Linked DNA regions of Arachis hypogaea: region 2 is linked to region 1. The links are chromatin contacts, called in public Hi-C maps. All regions are on one chromosome and are shown on one strand. The core of a region is the stretch at or near the end of the contact, and the rest is flanking DNA. Distances in the headings are between cores, read along the strand shown.

Evidence for each region. Hi-C and Micro-C count contacts between places; a contact is called where the count stands out from the background.
Region 2: a Hi-C map of leaf shows a contact between it and region 1, with 2.0 times the contacts expected there. The contact joins the enhancer-like site here to the promoter of LOC140177385 in region 1. A contact is called at or near these places in 2 of 8 Hi-C or Micro-C datasets (both in leaf).

What each region holds. Positions count from the first base shown.
Region 1 is chr2:92,726,871-92,730,390 of arahy.Tifrunner.gnm2.J5K5, reverse strand. LOC140177385 reads right to left here and starts at 1,642. Exons shown (of 1, transcript XM_072210478.1): 1 at 1,187-1,642. The coding sequence starts at 1,642. The coding sequence ends at 1,187.
Region 2 is chr2:92,761,415-92,764,934 of arahy.Tifrunner.gnm2.J5K5, reverse strand. No RefSeq gene overlaps it. Among protein-coding and RNA genes, the nearest start is that of LOC112751339, 19 kb to the right of the region's middle. Within about 2 kb of position 1,509, at least 2 of the 3 cell types and tissues checked have open chromatin away from gene starts, as enhancers often do.

The DNA.
Region 1 (3,520 bases), core at 393-2,892:
TACAACTGGATTTCAGTATAGAATTATGCTCACTCTCATTAATGTACCGTTCTCCATGCTTTGACAGAGGCCGTTCTGCAGCTCTATTAACGTCATGGTGCATGGAACCACAAATGAAAACAGATTCTGGCACACAAACCTCACTCCCTCATGAGTATTACGTATTATCTCATTGTTGTGATACACCACCAAGTTTGAGGTGCCCCTCATGTGCTGCTTGAGTGAGCCAACAACGCTTTGCCACATCAGCACGCCCCCCGTGCTGACTCAGCACGCCCCCACGTGTTGCTTGAGTGAACCAACCACGCTTTGCCACGTCAGCACGCCCCCACGTGCTGCCTGGTTCGATCAACCAGATCGTGCCACGTGTCTTCCATGCCCCCCACGTGCTGTAGGTAACACGCCCCCTGCGTGTTGAGCTTGCATCTGACATGTCCACCTAGGGGTAATACACAAAGTACCCCTTTTTCTAGCCAAAACACCACCATCTATTCCATAACCAAATTCTTGAACCCTTTGATGATGTATCATTCTTGATTTTATTTTATTTTATTTATTAATACAAATTATTTACATAAAATTTTTCTTTTTTTTGAATAAACTACTAAAATAGTACTCGGAAGTTTGCTCACTGACAAAGCAAACCTTAAAAGAGCAAACGATAAATAAGTCCTCGAAAGATTTAAAAATATAATATAAAGAACTAGATATTAAATATATATTTTAAAAAATAACTTTAAAGATCAAATTTTGATGCATATTTTTGTAATTATTATTAGAAAAATAAGATCTTTTTATCCTTAAATTTTGGTAATTTTTTATCAAATACATTTTTTTAAAAGATTATTGTGAATGACCATAGTTTTTTAAAAAATAAAAAAATCTAGACATCTGTTACCAGATCAAAAAGGAACAAGCGTATAGCTGTATGGAAGTACACAATTAAGGCTAGGTATAAATCTGTAGAAGTATATAAAGTATAGAATTAATGGAAAAATTGGAGAATGTTTACAAAATTTGGATGAGATAGGAAGTTCCAAGTTCACCTGCACAGAAAAGGACTGAAGCAGCACAGAGTAAGAAAATAGAAAAGAAGAACAGAGAGAATGAAAGATATATGCAGAAAGAAGGTTCTCACAATTTTCATGCCATTCTCAATCAATTGCTGCTCCTTCATATTGGCTCCTCACTCCTCTCCTTCCATGTGAAAGTTTGTTAGATCCCTTCTGTTGCTCCCCTTTTTTCTAACGGTTCTCTCCCTCTCACTTGTAACATTACCCCCTCCATTGAAATGGACCTTGTCCTCAAGGTTAAAATTGGGATATTGTGTCTTCATTTCTTCATAGGGTTCCCATGTTGCCTCCTCTCCCGAGGTATTTTGCCACTTAATGAGAACTTCTTCAATCCACTTGCCATCTTTTTTTATCATTCGATGCCCCAAGGTGGTCTGAGCTTGTAATTGATAGCCCTTCTCATCTACTAACAGCGGAGAAGGGATGGTAGTTGGTGATGGGACCCCTTCACACTTCTTGAGCAGAGATATGTGAAAGACAGGGTGGATTTGGGCTGTATTGGGGAGTTCCAGCTTGTAGGCTACCTTACCTATTCGAGCAATGACTGGAAAAAGACCAAAATAACGCATGGATAATTTCTAGTTCTGCCTCAGGGCCACGGATCGCTGGCGATAAGGCTGTAGCTTGACGTACACAAAATCTCCCACCTGAAATTCTAATTCTCTGCGTTTGCTATCTGCCTGGTTCTTCATTCTGGTTTGGGCCTTCTGTAAGTTCAATTTTAAGGAAGCTAACACCATGTCTCGCAGGAGTAGTTGTTCTTGTAGAGCTGGGGGATCCTTCGGGTGGGGTTCATATCGCAATAAAGGAGGAGGGTCCTTGCCAAACACTGCTTTGTATGATGACATGCCGATAGAGGAGTGAAAAGAACTGTTATAGCTAAAAGCCGCCCACGGTAAAAGGTTATACCAGTCCTTCGGGTTCTCTTGCGTATAGCACCGCAGATACATTTCTAGGCAACGATTTAGCACCTCAGTTTGGCCATTAGATTCCGGGTGGTACGCTGAGCTTCTAGCCAAGCGTATACTTTGGCCATTGCAGCACTGCTCCCAGAACTTGCTCGTGAAGACTTTGTCCCGATCAAAGACAATGGACTGTGGCAAACCATGGACACTCACCACATTGCGAAGAAAGACCTCTGCCACTTTTGGTGCTGTAAAATCAGCCAGGAACGATATGAAATAAGCAAATTTTGATAAACAGTCTACCACCACCAATATGACGGAGCAGCCGTGGGCTGGGAGTAAACCGGTGATGAAGTCCATCGAAAGATCTTGTCAAATATGTCTCGGAATAGGGAGAGGTTCTAACAAATTGGCCAGAGGTTGGGTGCTGTATTTGGCCTGTTGGCAAATGGAGCAAGATTTGATGTAGTCCTTCACTGATTGCGCAATGTATGTTCTTCCAATAAAATTGGGCGGATAATCTGGATAATGTTTTTTGCACGCCGCCATGGCCACCCACAATTGAATCATGAAATTCTCGTAACAGGTGTTGTACCAGAGATGAAGAATTAGGAATTACTAATCGGTCAGTCCAGTACCAAAACCCACCACGGTTCTGTAGCTTACCAGAATTCATCTCATCTTCAGAAAATTCAGTTTCTGGCCGAAACCGTTGATGCTTATCCTTTAAGAGCGGTAATAATGCCCAAGAAGATGTAGAGAGCTGCCAAAATGATCTGGACAATTCGTCTGCTGCTTTATTCTCGCACCCCTGCTTGTATTCTATGGAGAAATCATAACCAAGTAGTTTGGCCAACCAGGTTTGCTGTTCTGGTGTCTAAATGAATTGCGTTTGGAGTTCCTTCAAGCTTTTATGGTCCGTGCAGATGATAAACTTATGGCCTAGTAAATAATGTCGAAACTTAGTCACTGCCGCGAGAATTGCCTGCATTTCTCTTGCATATGCCGATTGTTTCTGTGCTGTTGGTGCTAGCTTTTTCGAGAAATAAGCAATGAGGTGACCGTCTTGGCTTAGAATAGTCCCAATTCTAGTTCTAGATGCATCATTTTCCGAAACAAAAGGCCTAGAAAAATCAGGTAAAGCCAATACCGGAGCATGAGAGAGAACCTCCGTCAATTTCACAAAAGCCATTGTGGCACAATCAGACCAGAGAAAACCATCCTTCTTTAGGAGGTCAGTTAGAGGACTCGCAAGGATAGCAAAATTTCGGATGAATTTACGGTAATATCTAGCCAAATCAAGAAAAGCACGTAATTGTTTGAGTGATGTAGGGAGCGGCCATTGAGTAATAGCTTGCACCTTTGACTCGTCGACTCGGACACCTTCCAGTGATACCACATGGCCCAAATAATCAACTTGTGTCTGCCCGAATGAGCACTTAGAAAGTTTGGCAAATAAAACATTCTCTTTCAATATAGATAGCACCTGTCGCAAATGTTCCAAATGAGAGGGCCAATCTGGATTGTATACTAGTATGTCAT
Region 2 (3,520 bases), core at 260-2,759, 35 kb before region 1:
TGGACTAACGTTACTTTAAAAGGGGTTAAACCTTGGATTATTAACTAAATTTTGTTTGGTCTGCTCCTTTTGCTACTTATTGGTACAATTTGAACTTTGGATCTCATGCATGCATGCTGCTCAAGCCCCTTTTTTTTTCGCTGAGGTATATTCTTCAAGTGGTGAAAGTATTGATCGAATAGAATAGAACTCCAGTCTCCCTCATTTGCACGTCCAACCATCGTAAGAAGAAGAAGAAGAAGAAGAAGAAGTGGTACGCTACTCCATCAGTAATTAGGATTAAAAAGGGACTCAGGGATCATATTGGGTTACAAACTTTTGATAGCCATGTCATGTAACCGTTGGGATGTCCAGCATGGCAAAAAATTGCCACATCACTGCCGCCGGGAAGGAATTTGGACGGAAAAGAAGGAAGGGACCAACTAGGTGCATTTTTTCCAATCTTGAGGACATAAATAGTGTATTTAGGAAGTCAGGGACCAAATCGATACATTTTGTGAATCTCAGAAACTACTTTGGGGTTTAACTCTTCTTACCCTGAAGTTGTACTCCAGTGAAGTTGTTCGGTCGCCCCTTAGAACGGAAAGCCCAATAAAGATAAATTCCTCCACGAGTATCTTTTCTACCAATTTTCTTCTGGAAATATCCATCATTGTCTTTAAGCTGTGATTTGAATTTTGAAGGGAAAAATAATACAAAAACTTTAGATTTTGGTTTTTCCTATTTTTTTAGATAATATTTCTTATCCTTTTTTGTCTCCAGCCCAAATGACAACAAGCAATTTTTTCATTAGTTTTCCAAAATTGCCTCCACGTAATAAATTACCAATTTTACAATATTAACATCTGTTAGACTTAATTAACCAACTTGAGTTGGTCGAGTGGATAAAACTCAGATACTAATCCTCTATTGGTGAATCTACCAATAGAAAATAAAAAGTGTACGTTTAATTAGAGAGTTAAAATTTTTTATTATTGTTAATTAAAAAATTTATTAGTTTTATTATATTTTAAAAGAGTATTATCATCCAAACTTTATAACAACTTTATAACAATTAAGTGTGAAAACAAATATTTTTTTAAAAAAATATTTTAATTGTAAATTGAAACCATCTTCTTATACCCAACACTTCATATTTTAAAAAACCCAAAAGATGAAAAAAAAGAAAATAAAGGCACATGGGGAACTTATCTTTTGTCACAATAGAAAAATAATTTTATTTTTTTTTTCGGTCAAATTGAAAAATAATTTCTTAAAAAATAAATTTTGACGTGAACTGGTAAAAGATATTTATTTGGGCCTAAGATGACTCTTTGGGCCATATTTTTTTATAAGCAAAGTCACAAATATTTATTTAGCCCATAATGTTTTGGATAAACAGACTGTAAACCCAAATCACAACCTCTGTTCTGTTTTTTGAAATGAGTCGCAACACTATTTTTTTCCGACACAAGTCACAACATCGTTTAATACAGTGAGTTAGGTTACGCCTATAAGAAACATATGTAACCGAGACTGAAAAATATGGGCTTTTAGGTAATATTACTTCTCCTCAATATCCTGAAAGTAAACCAAAACAATGTACCAAAAAAAAAAAGGCAAGAGAGGAAGGCAAAATCCTTTGACCAGAACAGGATTTTAATGTTCTTTTTGAATTTTTGATTATGGAAAAGTAAAGTTTCCAAATTCATGATTTTGCTTAGTATCATGCATTTAAGAATACCATATCATAGGAAAATAAATAAACTATATTAAAAAAGAAAAATTTTACGCTATTGAATTCATAGGCTAGTACTTGACTTTAACGTCCCAGCAAAATTTTCACGTTCAAGAAGGTTGCAGAGAGTTTAGGATTTGAGGGTTTTTTTTTTAACAAAATAATAAATTGAGTTACAATACTTTACTTTCACATGTTTTATAAGATGTAAATACGAAATTGGTATCCAAAAGATTTTGACGTTGACAAAATAATATCTAATCTTTGTTATTGACCAAATAACTCTCAAAATATTTTAAAATTTGACAAATACACCCAAACAGAAGCCGCTGATCTTATCATCGGAAGAGCTTCAGTGATGGCGACAGAAAGCTCCAATGGCATTTCTGACAAAGAGGGAATCTTGCAGCTGCGACAATGATGTTTTTTTATCTAGTTCTCTCTCAGTCTCGCATCCTACCTCTCGTTTATCTTTCTCTTTTTCTCTCTAGCTTGAAGAAGAAGAAAAGATCAAGAGAGAAAAAAAAAGAGAAGAAGAAAAAGGAGAGAAGCGGACGAAGAGGGTGCCAACAGAGGGAGAATTGCTGTTTGCCATCACCGTCGTTATCACAGTTGCAGGAGAGGTAAGCTCGAAGAGTAGAGAGAGACACAAATTGTAAGAGGATATGGGCACGACGGAGAAGAGGAAGGAGGGAGCTGTCCCATTATTGCTATTGTGCACTATCACCGCCCCTGAAGTCAGTTAGAGCTGCGGCCTTCGACGCAATGAATATAACGTGAGGAGAGAGAGTGAACTCGATCTTCTCTTCTTCTTCTTTCTTTTGTTTCTCTTTCGATCTTCTCTTCTTCTTCAAACTACAGAGGAAGAGAGTAAGACGAACGAGAGGTGAGATGGGAGATTGAGAGAGAACAGGATGCGATAATGCCATTGTCATTGTTGCAAGTTCTCCTTGTCAGAAATATCATCAAAGCTTTCTGTCATTATTACTGAAGTTCTTCCGATTGTTAGATTAGCATTTTTTGTTCAATGTGACGTCATGCTTTTATATTTGGATGTTTCTGTCAAATTTTAAAATCTTTCGAAAATTATTTTGTTAATAACAAAGGTCATGTATCATTTTGTCAGCGACAAAATCTTTCGAATACCAACGTAATATTTATCCCTGTTTTATAATTATTAGCAATAATTATTCAGTATTTAATAATTTATTATCCATGTATTCAATTTGACTATTGACAGCGATCACGGTTGCAAGAAGCTTTAATTGATTACTTCTAATATATCAAATTTATTAGCATACTCACTTTAGTGAATTTAATTTTATTACAATCAACTTTTGTGTTCGATATTGTAAATTCAAGTGTTCATTCATATAAGGATATTTTTTTAAAAGGCAATGATATTTTATTTTGTACGAATTTTTTTGTTGAAAATAGCATGTGGCACTAATTAATAATGCATATGTATGTTGTCATGAAGAAAATTTTCAGCCGCAATATCAAGCAGTGTTAACGTCTGCAGTCATTATTAAAAACCAGTATTTTGGATGGTTGGTAAACAAGGTACCATATAGTTTAATAAGATGTAACATGTCTTCTTTATCAAGAGTTAGATATATAATTCAATTATATTTTTTGACTTTATTATTTTGGGTCTATCTTTCATTGATGGGGAGAAATTTACATATAGCAACAAATCTCTCTTGTTTTGATCCACTAATTTTCTGTCATGTTAATTTAGGTTAGCAAATATCAAGTTATAAAACATGTAAATACATATTTTTAAATCCTTAATTTTTTTTC